Linked DNA regions of Mus musculus: all the other regions are linked to region 2. The links are chromatin contacts, called in public Hi-C maps. All regions are on one chromosome and are shown on one strand. The core of a region is the stretch at or near the end of the contact, and the rest is flanking DNA. Distances in the headings are between cores, read along the strand shown.

Evidence for each region. A called contact is a pair of places that touch in the nucleus more often than the background predicts.
Region 1: a Hi-C map of cortical neurons shows a contact between it and region 2, with 1.6 times the contacts expected there. The contact joins the enhancer-like site here to the promoter of Gpr6 in region 2. A contact is called at or near these places in 18 of 39 promoter capture datasets (the 3T3-L1 cell line, 3T3-L1-derived adipocytes, the C10 cell line and 13 more), 1 of 15 datasets of contacts at CTCF or cohesin (the NIH/3T3 cell line), 3 of 484 Hi-C or Micro-C datasets (cerebral cortex, cortical neurons and nephron progenitors) and 4 of 115 datasets of contacts at active chromatin or transcription factors (SST interneurons, embryonic forebrain, forebrain and 1 more).
Region 3: a contact with region 2 is called in a Hi-C map of cerebral cortex, with 2.2 times the contacts expected there. The contact joins the enhancer-like site here to the promoter of Gpr6 in region 2. A contact is called at or near these places in 9 of 39 promoter capture datasets (the 3T3-L1 cell line, 3T3-L1-derived adipocytes, cranial neural crest and 4 more), 5 of 484 Hi-C or Micro-C datasets (the N1E-115 cell line, cerebral cortex, cortical neurons and 2 more), 2 of 115 datasets of contacts at active chromatin or transcription factors (embryonic forebrain and forebrain) and 1 of 9 other capture datasets (embryonic stem cells).

What each region holds. Positions count from the first base shown.
Region 1 is chr10:41,203,562-41,206,388 of GRCm38.p6, forward strand. All of the region lies in intron 22 of Fig4 (FIG4 phosphoinositide 5-phosphatase), which reads right to left. Among named protein-coding and RNA genes, the nearest start is that of Gm25526, 11 kb to the right of the region's middle. Within about 2 kb of position 1,525, at least 27 of the 459 cell types and tissues checked have an H3K27ac peak or open chromatin away from gene starts, as enhancers often do. A contact at or near this core is called in cerebral cortex and cortical neurons, where this site is marked.
Region 2 is chr10:41,070,667-41,073,566 of GRCm38.p6, forward strand. Gpr6 (G protein-coupled receptor 6) reads right to left here and starts at 1,624. Exons shown (of 2, transcript NM_199058.2): 1 at 1,461-1,624; 2 at 1-937. The coding sequence starts at 918.
Region 3 is chr10:41,244,277-41,247,135 of GRCm38.p6, forward strand. The region is part of intron 15 of Fig4 (FIG4 phosphoinositide 5-phosphatase); the gene reads right to left. Among named protein-coding and RNA genes, the nearest start is that of Gm25526, 30 kb to the left of the region's middle. Within about 2 kb of position 1,400, at least 28 of the 459 cell types and tissues checked have an H3K27ac peak or open chromatin away from gene starts, as enhancers often do. A contact at or near this core is called in cerebral cortex and hippocampal neurons, where this site is marked.

The sequences.
Region 1 (2,827 bases), core at 275-2,774, 130 kb after region 2:
GGTGACATTACTGGAAAGAAGTGGAATGCAGGAGGTGTAGCCCAACTGGAGGAAGCTTCTGAGGGGCAGTTCTTGTCCTGGGCTCATCCCCTGCTACTTCTGCCTCCTGCCTGCTGTAAGGGAAACAGCCTCGCCCCGCTTACAAGGCTTTGGTTTGCCACAACCCAGAAATAATGGAACCAGCCACACATGGACTAATAATTCTGAAATCGTGACCCCCTAAATCGATCTACCCTCTTTTTGAATGGTTTCCATCAGATACATGTTACAGAAATCACTAGTGACAAACATCACTACTTTTGCTACCCTACTATTTCCGCTTTTGTGTGAACATTTGGAGATAGAGTTTTAAAATTATTGTATTTGTGCTAGCAAGATGGCTCAGTGAGTATAGGTGTGGGCTTCGAAGCCTGACAACCTGGATTTGATCCCTAGAACCCCCATGTTGGGAGAGGGCTGATGCCCCAAGTTGTCCTCCCACCTTCACACAAGCATAGTAGTATGCACATACACGTATGCATGCACACATGCGCGAGCGCGCGCACACACACACACACACACACACACACATCAAATAAACAGAAAACAAAAACCTATCAGACACATTTATCTTAAAAGTATATTTTTCACTCATATTCCAAATGGACAACTAAATACAAGACTTGTGCCTATGTGGCTCTGCCAGCCTCACTGCTGACTGGCACTGCCATGCCCTCTCTGCTCCCTCAGAAGATCACTCCCACTTCTCCTCTGGCAGTCCTTGTTCTCCTTGGGGATGGTGCACCCACCACAGGCATTCAGATGGGGCAGCCCTTATCTGCGTTCCTGAAGGTGTTTATTTTCCCTGCCACCGCAGTGTCTGGGAGCATCCCGACAGTCTTTGTTAGTGGTTACAGGGTCACAAGCGGCCAGAAGAGTAGAGCTGCACGCACTCAGAGGACTGGGGCTTTTTATGTTCTACCCTAACAAAGAGTGGGTAGCTAGGAGGCTAGAGGGACAGAGTGACAGCACAGATTAGATCCTGCAGTATTGACTCTTCCAGTATACCAAGGTCACTGAAAAGGAAAAACAAAAACTAAAAGCCAACCATCCCCAGACTCCCTTGGAATTTGATTTCAAAATGTGGCCATGGCTCTTTTACGGAGGTATTCGAGTGCTGCTTTGATTTGTAACTGGGTCACATGGACAGAACGATCTACTTTGTAGACAGAGGCAAAGGCAGCTGCACTCTTGACTTGGCCAGAGCTGCAGTGACTTTCTCAAGACGGTGGAGGCGGTTGGTTTTGGAGCCAGCAGCTGCTGTGACAGCTAGCTTCCTGACCAAGGCAGCATGGCAGTCCCTCTGACAGCCTGCCACATGGTTCAGGGAATGATTCCTGCAAGTCTGATTTGCAGTCTGTTTCTACTGCCCTGCCATGATCCGGAAAACCCCAAGCTAAGTCACTCTGTTCACTCTGCCTAGAACAGAGCACCACGCTGTCTGTGACTGACTCCTGTCCATCAGAGCCAGCGAGATGATAAAGCACACCCAGCCACACCCCGCCCCAGGCCTCTTATCTCAGCTGCAGCAGGTACCGGGTTGTGGGTGACTCCCATCTTGAGGCAGGCACATGTGTTTGTTCTCCAAGGAGACAGAAGGGACAGTCTACTTCTGGCACACACACAAACGGCAGTGGCAATACTTCTTATATTCAAGCCACAGTCACTGGTATTTTTGATTCACTTTTTATATTCTCCTGGAGAACTCTAAAATTAAACTGTCATTTGTATCTTTGTATCCTTTTACAGAACTGGTGTCAGGGAAATGAGGCATGATAATTGTTTTCTGACCTGAAGCAGGTAAAATGCTTCCAACTTAGGATGCAGTTCGTGAACAGTATAGCCTCCCTCCTATTAGCTGGACATATTATCTACCAAATGTGAACGAGCTGTTCTGCCTCAGCCGTGCCTATATAAACACTGGGGAAGTAGCAGTGAGAGTTGGCTGGGTCATTTTGAGGGTTCTAACTAGAAGATTCAACAGCTATTTAATGAGAAAGTGCTTGGCTTTGAGCCCTGCAGGCAACAGGGGTTGGTCATCTTGCACAGGGCTGGTCTGTTCAAAGGGGGCACTTCTGACAGCAAAGGACAGGTAGCACCAAGCATAGACAGGTGTTTTCAAAGGGTAAAGTATGTGACTGCTCCTATATGGAGTCCCTCAGGGCAACAGGTCACCTCTGAGACGCAGACCATTAGGACTTGTGTCTCCTATGTCCTTGCATTTCCTGGAACAGCAGCAGGTGTGGCTTCTCACTCCTAGAAATCCAGTGTGTGCAGAAACAGCCATGTGTCTTGCCTCTCACGTGTAGGTGACAGGACCCTGCTTGTTTCCTTGACACCAATTCCAATAATCAGCAGTAGGACAGTGATTAAGATACCATGAGACTTCAGTATAACCAGATTTCTGGAACCCAAGAACTGGGACAAATTAAATTGTAGTGAACAGGATGCTCCTTCAGTGTTGAAACTCATTACAAAATGATTGAGCCACACTCCTGCACCCCTCCTACTTGACCCAGCACGAAAGCCATCCATTCCATGGACAGACATCTGCAAACGGAGGCAGTCTTTGACAGCCTGGGCATGCCAGAACCCAAGCAGCATAAGGGTACACACGCACTGGGGCAGCTGGGTTGAGTACTGGGCACACTTAAGATGAGAAGGGCGTCATTGAGGTCGGTGACTCTATTAAGGAGTCACAGTCTGAATGGACTGTACTGGAGACAATCCCGGAGGAGGGGTGATGGGAGATTAATTACATATGAGGACTAACCAAATAAGCAGTAAT
Region 2 (2,900 bases), core at 374-2,873:
CTCTTGGCTACCCACCACACAATAGATGGCGAAGGGCAGCCAGCTGGCCCCAAAAGTGCCTAGCACCACGGCCAAAGTTCCCACTCCCTTTCTGGTGGCTGCTAAGTGGGGCGGTGCTAGGCAATGCTGTTGCAAAGCGATCTGGTGGGCGTGGCGCCAGACCACCTGGCAGATGCGCACGTACAAGTGCAGCATGATGCCAAAGACCACGAAGAAGGAAGTAGAGAGCAACGCCACATGGCTGCGTGTCAGGGGGCGCACCACGCTGCAGGACGTGCGGTCGGCCAAGCAGTTCCAGCCTAGAACAGGCAGCAACCCCAACCCGAGGGACACTGTCCAGGTGGCTGCTAGCAAGAGGTGCACGCCCAACAGGGTCCGGCGCGAGTAGTAGGTGAGCGCGTTGTACAAAGACAGGTAACGGTCAACTGTGATAGCAAGCAGGCTGCTGACTGAGGCGGCAAAGGACGCCACCAGGAAGCCCACCATGAGCAGGCTCACAGTCTCCGAGGGCACCACGTACTGGAACACGAAGTGTAAGATGAGGCCACAGCCCGCCAACAGGTCAGCAGTGGCCAGACTACCCACGAGCACAAACATGGGCGTGCGCAGCGCGGGAGTGGACGCGATGAGCGCCACCACCAGCGCATTTTCGCCTGCGATCACAGTTCCCGACACGCACAGCAGCACATCCCAGGGATTCACTGCCGAAAGCAGTAGTCCCGAGGGCCCTGCTGGCAGCTGAGAAGACAGCTCCAGTGACCCGTTAGGTCCGCCGCCGCCTCCCAGCGCTGCGGATGCTGCTGGGGGTCCCCATTCGCCGGTGTCCGGTGCCCCTGCTGCTGTAGCCGCAGCTGCCGCTCCCTCGGCCGCTACTGCCACCACTTGGGACTCGTTGAGCGCGGCGGCGCTAGCGTTCATCGCCGCTAGATGTTGCTCCCTGCACAAAAGGGACCGCAGATTGTCAGGTGCACTGCCCAAGCTACCGATGAACTTTCCCCGCTCTAACTGCTTCACTTAAATTGCTTATCTCACCTCAGGAACACGCACGGAGCGCAGTGGGGGAAGTGGGGGAAAAGTGAGAACCCCAATAAATAAGCACCTGTTGAGTGAATGAATGAACGGAATATACGGGGTTTCTGAGCTTTGGCAGAGGTGCATAGATAGATTCCACTACGCACTAGCATGCATGAACACCCTAAAACAAATCAACCTAGAGAGTCATCTCTTTGCAAGCCTGAGCTGGGCAAAGCCGCTGTCCGCGGTCCTGAAAGAGAAGTTTGAGAGCCAGAGACCCCAGGTCTGGAACTGGGGATTGAAAGGCTAAGGGGGGAATCTGCTAAGGTGCAGTGGTCAAGCCTTGCTCCAATTCTTTGACTCCTGGACGGACTCACTCCAGGACTGCCTTTTACCCCCTCGCCTTCCCCAGAAGCTCAAAGTACCCTTAGGAGCCCGCTGCTCACCTGGGGAGTCAGGGATCCCGGGAGTCTCTGGTCATGCGCTCCGCGGCTGTGTGCCTGGCTATCCTCCCTGCGCGGTCCGAGCAGCTGCCTGCAGAAGGCTGCCCCGCGTCAAAGAGGAAAGTACTGGTCGCCTGTCGCTGAGCCACCTTCGCTGCGAGTGAGAGGCAGTGGCAGAGATGGCAGGCTGCGAGCTGCGAGCTGCGCGCCTGCCCGAGATTGACAGGCGGGGTCCGGTGACGTCAGGCTCTGGGTTCTGGTTTCAGTGCATTACTAGCCACACCCGCCAGGCCAATCCTTCTTGACATTTCCCCACCCCTCACAGAAACATTTCAGAGAGATCCAGAAGGAAGGAGAAGCCAGAGTCTCTACCAGTCCAGATACCTCCAGGAATGGGATGGGGCTGAGAGGAGAGAGAGAGAAAGGATTGAAGAGAGCCTGAGGCCAGGCGAAAGAGGGTGAGCTGGAAAAGGAAGGCGAGGGGTGAGTGACAATAAGCCACATAGCAAAGGCCAGAGCCAAGGACCACTGAAACGAAGAAGCCACGGAGAAGGGGCGGTTGGGGCATCTGTAAAGGAGAGAGAGAGAGAGAAGTTCTCTTTGTAAGAGTGTTTATAGCGTTTGTGCCACTTGGCTATAGCCAGGGAAGAAACACAGAGCCGAGAAAAAAGACAAGATAAAAGGACAAGACTGGAAACCGTTTCTTTTTCCAGAGATTTACCCGAGGAATCCTCCCCCCCCCCCACCGTCCCCGTCCCCGTCATCTTTCTGAGCCCTCCCCTGCAGGTTCCACCACTATCTGATCTCTGCCCTTCTTGCTGGTGCCCTTGCAACTGCTCTTTAACTGAAGACAAGGTCTGTGTCTTGTTAGAAAAGAAGAAAACAGCAAAATGTGATTTACTTTCCTGGCAACAGACTTTGCCCTGCTAATTACTACCTTATAAAACAAATTATAGGACCAAAATAGTGATAAGTCAGCTGCACAAGACTTCAGTAGGCACGGGTTTTATTTTCAGCCCAGATAAATCACCCTTTTGGTTCAAAGGTGTTTTGGTTTGTCAGTAAAAATGCAAGTATTTGTCTCTTTCCTTTGTAACGAGACAGAATCTCCAATAGCTGTACTTGGGCCAAAAGCTAACGCAGCTGACTCTGTAAGAGGCTCTAAAAGAAATGAATACACACTGCTATTACAAGGCTGGACTGGGGCCACTGCTGTGGCCTTCACACATTACATGAAAAAAAAGCAACATACATTGTAGGTGCTTCTTGCCTCCTCCCAGCCAGTGCATATAAAGGAGGGGGGAAAGGAAAGGAGGGAGAGAGAGAGAGAGAGAGAGAGAGAGAGAGAGAGAGAGAGAGAGAGAGACTGAGACTCAGCAGGCCCATAGTCTGGGGGAGCATAGGGATGCTTGTGTTGGCTACTTTATAGACAGGACCTCCCAA
Region 3 (2,859 bases), core at 150-2,649, 170 kb after region 2:
CTTCTAGAACCTTCCATGTTCTTTATTGCAGATACAAGGTTAACAAGAACCTGGCTGTTGAAGTTTTATAATTTATTAAGAAGCTGGTTTGTGAGTGTGTGTGTGTGTGTGTGTGTGTGTGTGTGTGTGTGTGTGTGTGTGCGTGTGATGGGAAGAGCCAGGGGACACGGTGGAGTGGTTAGGGAAGGGAGGAGGTTGTGGTCTACAGACCTAACTGCAAAGACCTGAAGGGAACCAAGCTGAGCAAAACCACAACAGGGTGAAGCCCAGGGAAGGGGCAGGGTGGTAGCAGCAGAAAGAGCCAAGGATTACAGACAGATGGAGCCACAGCCCGTGCTCCCAAGTCATAGGAAGAAAATTGATTTTAAAAGTAATGGAAACCCCAGGAAGTGTCTTTGTTTGTGTTTGTTTTGAAGAGAAGAGTGATAAGACTGATTTAACTTTATTTTTTAGTTATTTTTAATTTTTAAGCATTTTAATGAATGTGAATTCCACAGCATGCACCCCAGTTCCACTCATCGTTCCGTCCACACCCTTTATCTACCCTCTGCCCTTGTGACCTCTCAACAAAAGAACATAAAAAAACAAGACAACTCTTGCTATGGAAGCTGTGGTGCATCAGTGTGTCACACAGTACACCCTCTGTCCACACAGCTTTACTGCAAACACTCATTGTCATGAGCCATTGGTCTGGTTTGAGGCCTCTGGCTTTTGCTACACTATCAATAGCAAACTTCACTGGGACTCCTCTTAGATACCCTGCTGTTACCCTGTGCCATGGAGACCCTGCAGCTTTGGATGTGTAGGACCTGCCCCTTCATGTGCTGCAGCAGTGCATAGATAGGGTGGATGTTAGGGTGGGTCGGTTCAGAGCCCTGAATCTGGGTCTGTGTGGGTAGCTGCCTTGGCCAGCTTTCCTGTACTGACTTGACTTTAGAACATAGAAGTCACATTGCCTGAGAGGCATACATGCCCGAATGTGGCGTGGGTGAGCACAACAATGCTGAGTTAAGTGTGGGTGGAGAGATGGGAGGGAAGGGAAGAGGAACTGTGTACACTATGAAGTGAGGCAGAACTGGAGGCCTGTCTACGCTGCCACCTGAGGCCACGGGGATGCCCCGGCCTGTGCCAACATGGAGGCCCTTGTCTGGGTCCATGGCCGTGCAGGAGCAGGAATATCTGTGTTAATATCCATGGCCCACGTGTCCACCAAAGGCCGTTCGGACACCCCTGGCCTGGGGTGCCACGTTGATGTCTAAGTGCAGAGCTGTCTGCGCCCCTCACCTGCAGTGTAAGAGAGCTGGGCCTGATCATGTGAGCATGGGAGAGCCAGCCCCACCCCTCACCAGTTGTAGCACTCAGGAGAGCTGACCCCCACCCCTGTCCAGGACAGTGCTAGAGAGCTGGCCCTGATCACATGAGCAGGAGAGAGCTGGCCTATTTTGCTGGCTGCTGCAGACAGGAGTGCTGGCTCTTGGGGCTCAGCTGCAGGACAGCTGCCACCCAAGCCCAGATTTAAATTTACCCAACCTATGAACAGCCAAAGCACATGAAGGAGCAGGTCCTGCAGAACAAAGCTGCAGCAGCAGGAGATCCGAGAGGAGTCCCACTGAGGCCCCAGTATCGATAGTGTAGCAGAAGCCAGAAGCCTGAACCAGACCAATGACTCATGGCAATGAACCTTTCAAAGTAAAGATGTTTGGGCAAAGGGTATATTGTATGACACACTGTGTATTGTCCATGGCAAGATCTTTCTTTCTTTCTCTTTTGTTTTGTTTTTATTTATTTATTTTATTTTTATTTTTTGTTCTCTTTTTTTTTTTGGTGGGGGAGGATGCAAGGGCAGAGGGCAGACATAAAGGGATGAGAAGGTGAGTGGGATTAAGGTACATGATGTGAAATTCAGAAAGAATCAATAAAGAAGAAACCATCCTCAGCATAAGCAGTTCCTCTGGGAAAAATAAATAAACCAGACAGCCTACGAGCAAGCAGCAGGTAGCGATAGTAGACTCCGAGATGAGTCAGAGCCACCGTGGCTTCTGAGAGATGCTGTTGCCCAAACTGTCTGCTGTGGAGAGGGCTCAGGGTACATCTCAGTAGCAAAATACTTATGTGGCATGTAAAAGCCCTGAGTTTGATCCCACTATGAAAGGCAGGGAAGGCAGAAGAGAGGAGAAGATGGGAGGGGAGGGGGGCAGGAAATAACAGAAGGCTTCCATTCGTATTTAGGACACAGAGTCAACAAGATTTGCTAACACAGGAGACTGTGGTAAGATGGCTGATAAGGAACCTGAAGGATTTAAGGATGGTTCTTAGATATGAGGTGGAAAAAAATGAGTGGAGAAACAGGTTAAAGATAATTAAGAGTTTCTGGCTCAGAAATGGCAAATTTGGCTCAGAATGTGTGTGTGTGTGTGTGTGTGTGTGTGTGTGTGTGTGTGTTTGTGTGTGTGTGTGATAGGTATGTTATATGTGTGTGGTAGGTATGTATGGGGGGGGGAGTTATGTGGTAGATATGTGTGGTATGTGTGTGTGTTGTTTAGGAGTCAAATCCTGGGCCTTACACATGCTGGGCAAGGGTTCTACCAATAAACCAAATCTCTGGCTTTTGTTTCTGTGAGTCAGGGTCTCACTGTGTAGCTTAACCTGGCTTTAAACTTACTGTGTAGTCCAAATGGCCTTGAACTCAAGATCATTCCGCCTTAGCACCCCAAGTGCTGTGATTATAGCGCACCTCACCAAGCATGGTTACTTTGAGACTCATATATTAGAGAAATATGGCAGGAAGAAAATAATCTGGGCCTAACACCCTTGTTCCCTAGTGTCTGACCTAGGAATATTTCACTGCATTGTAAAAGT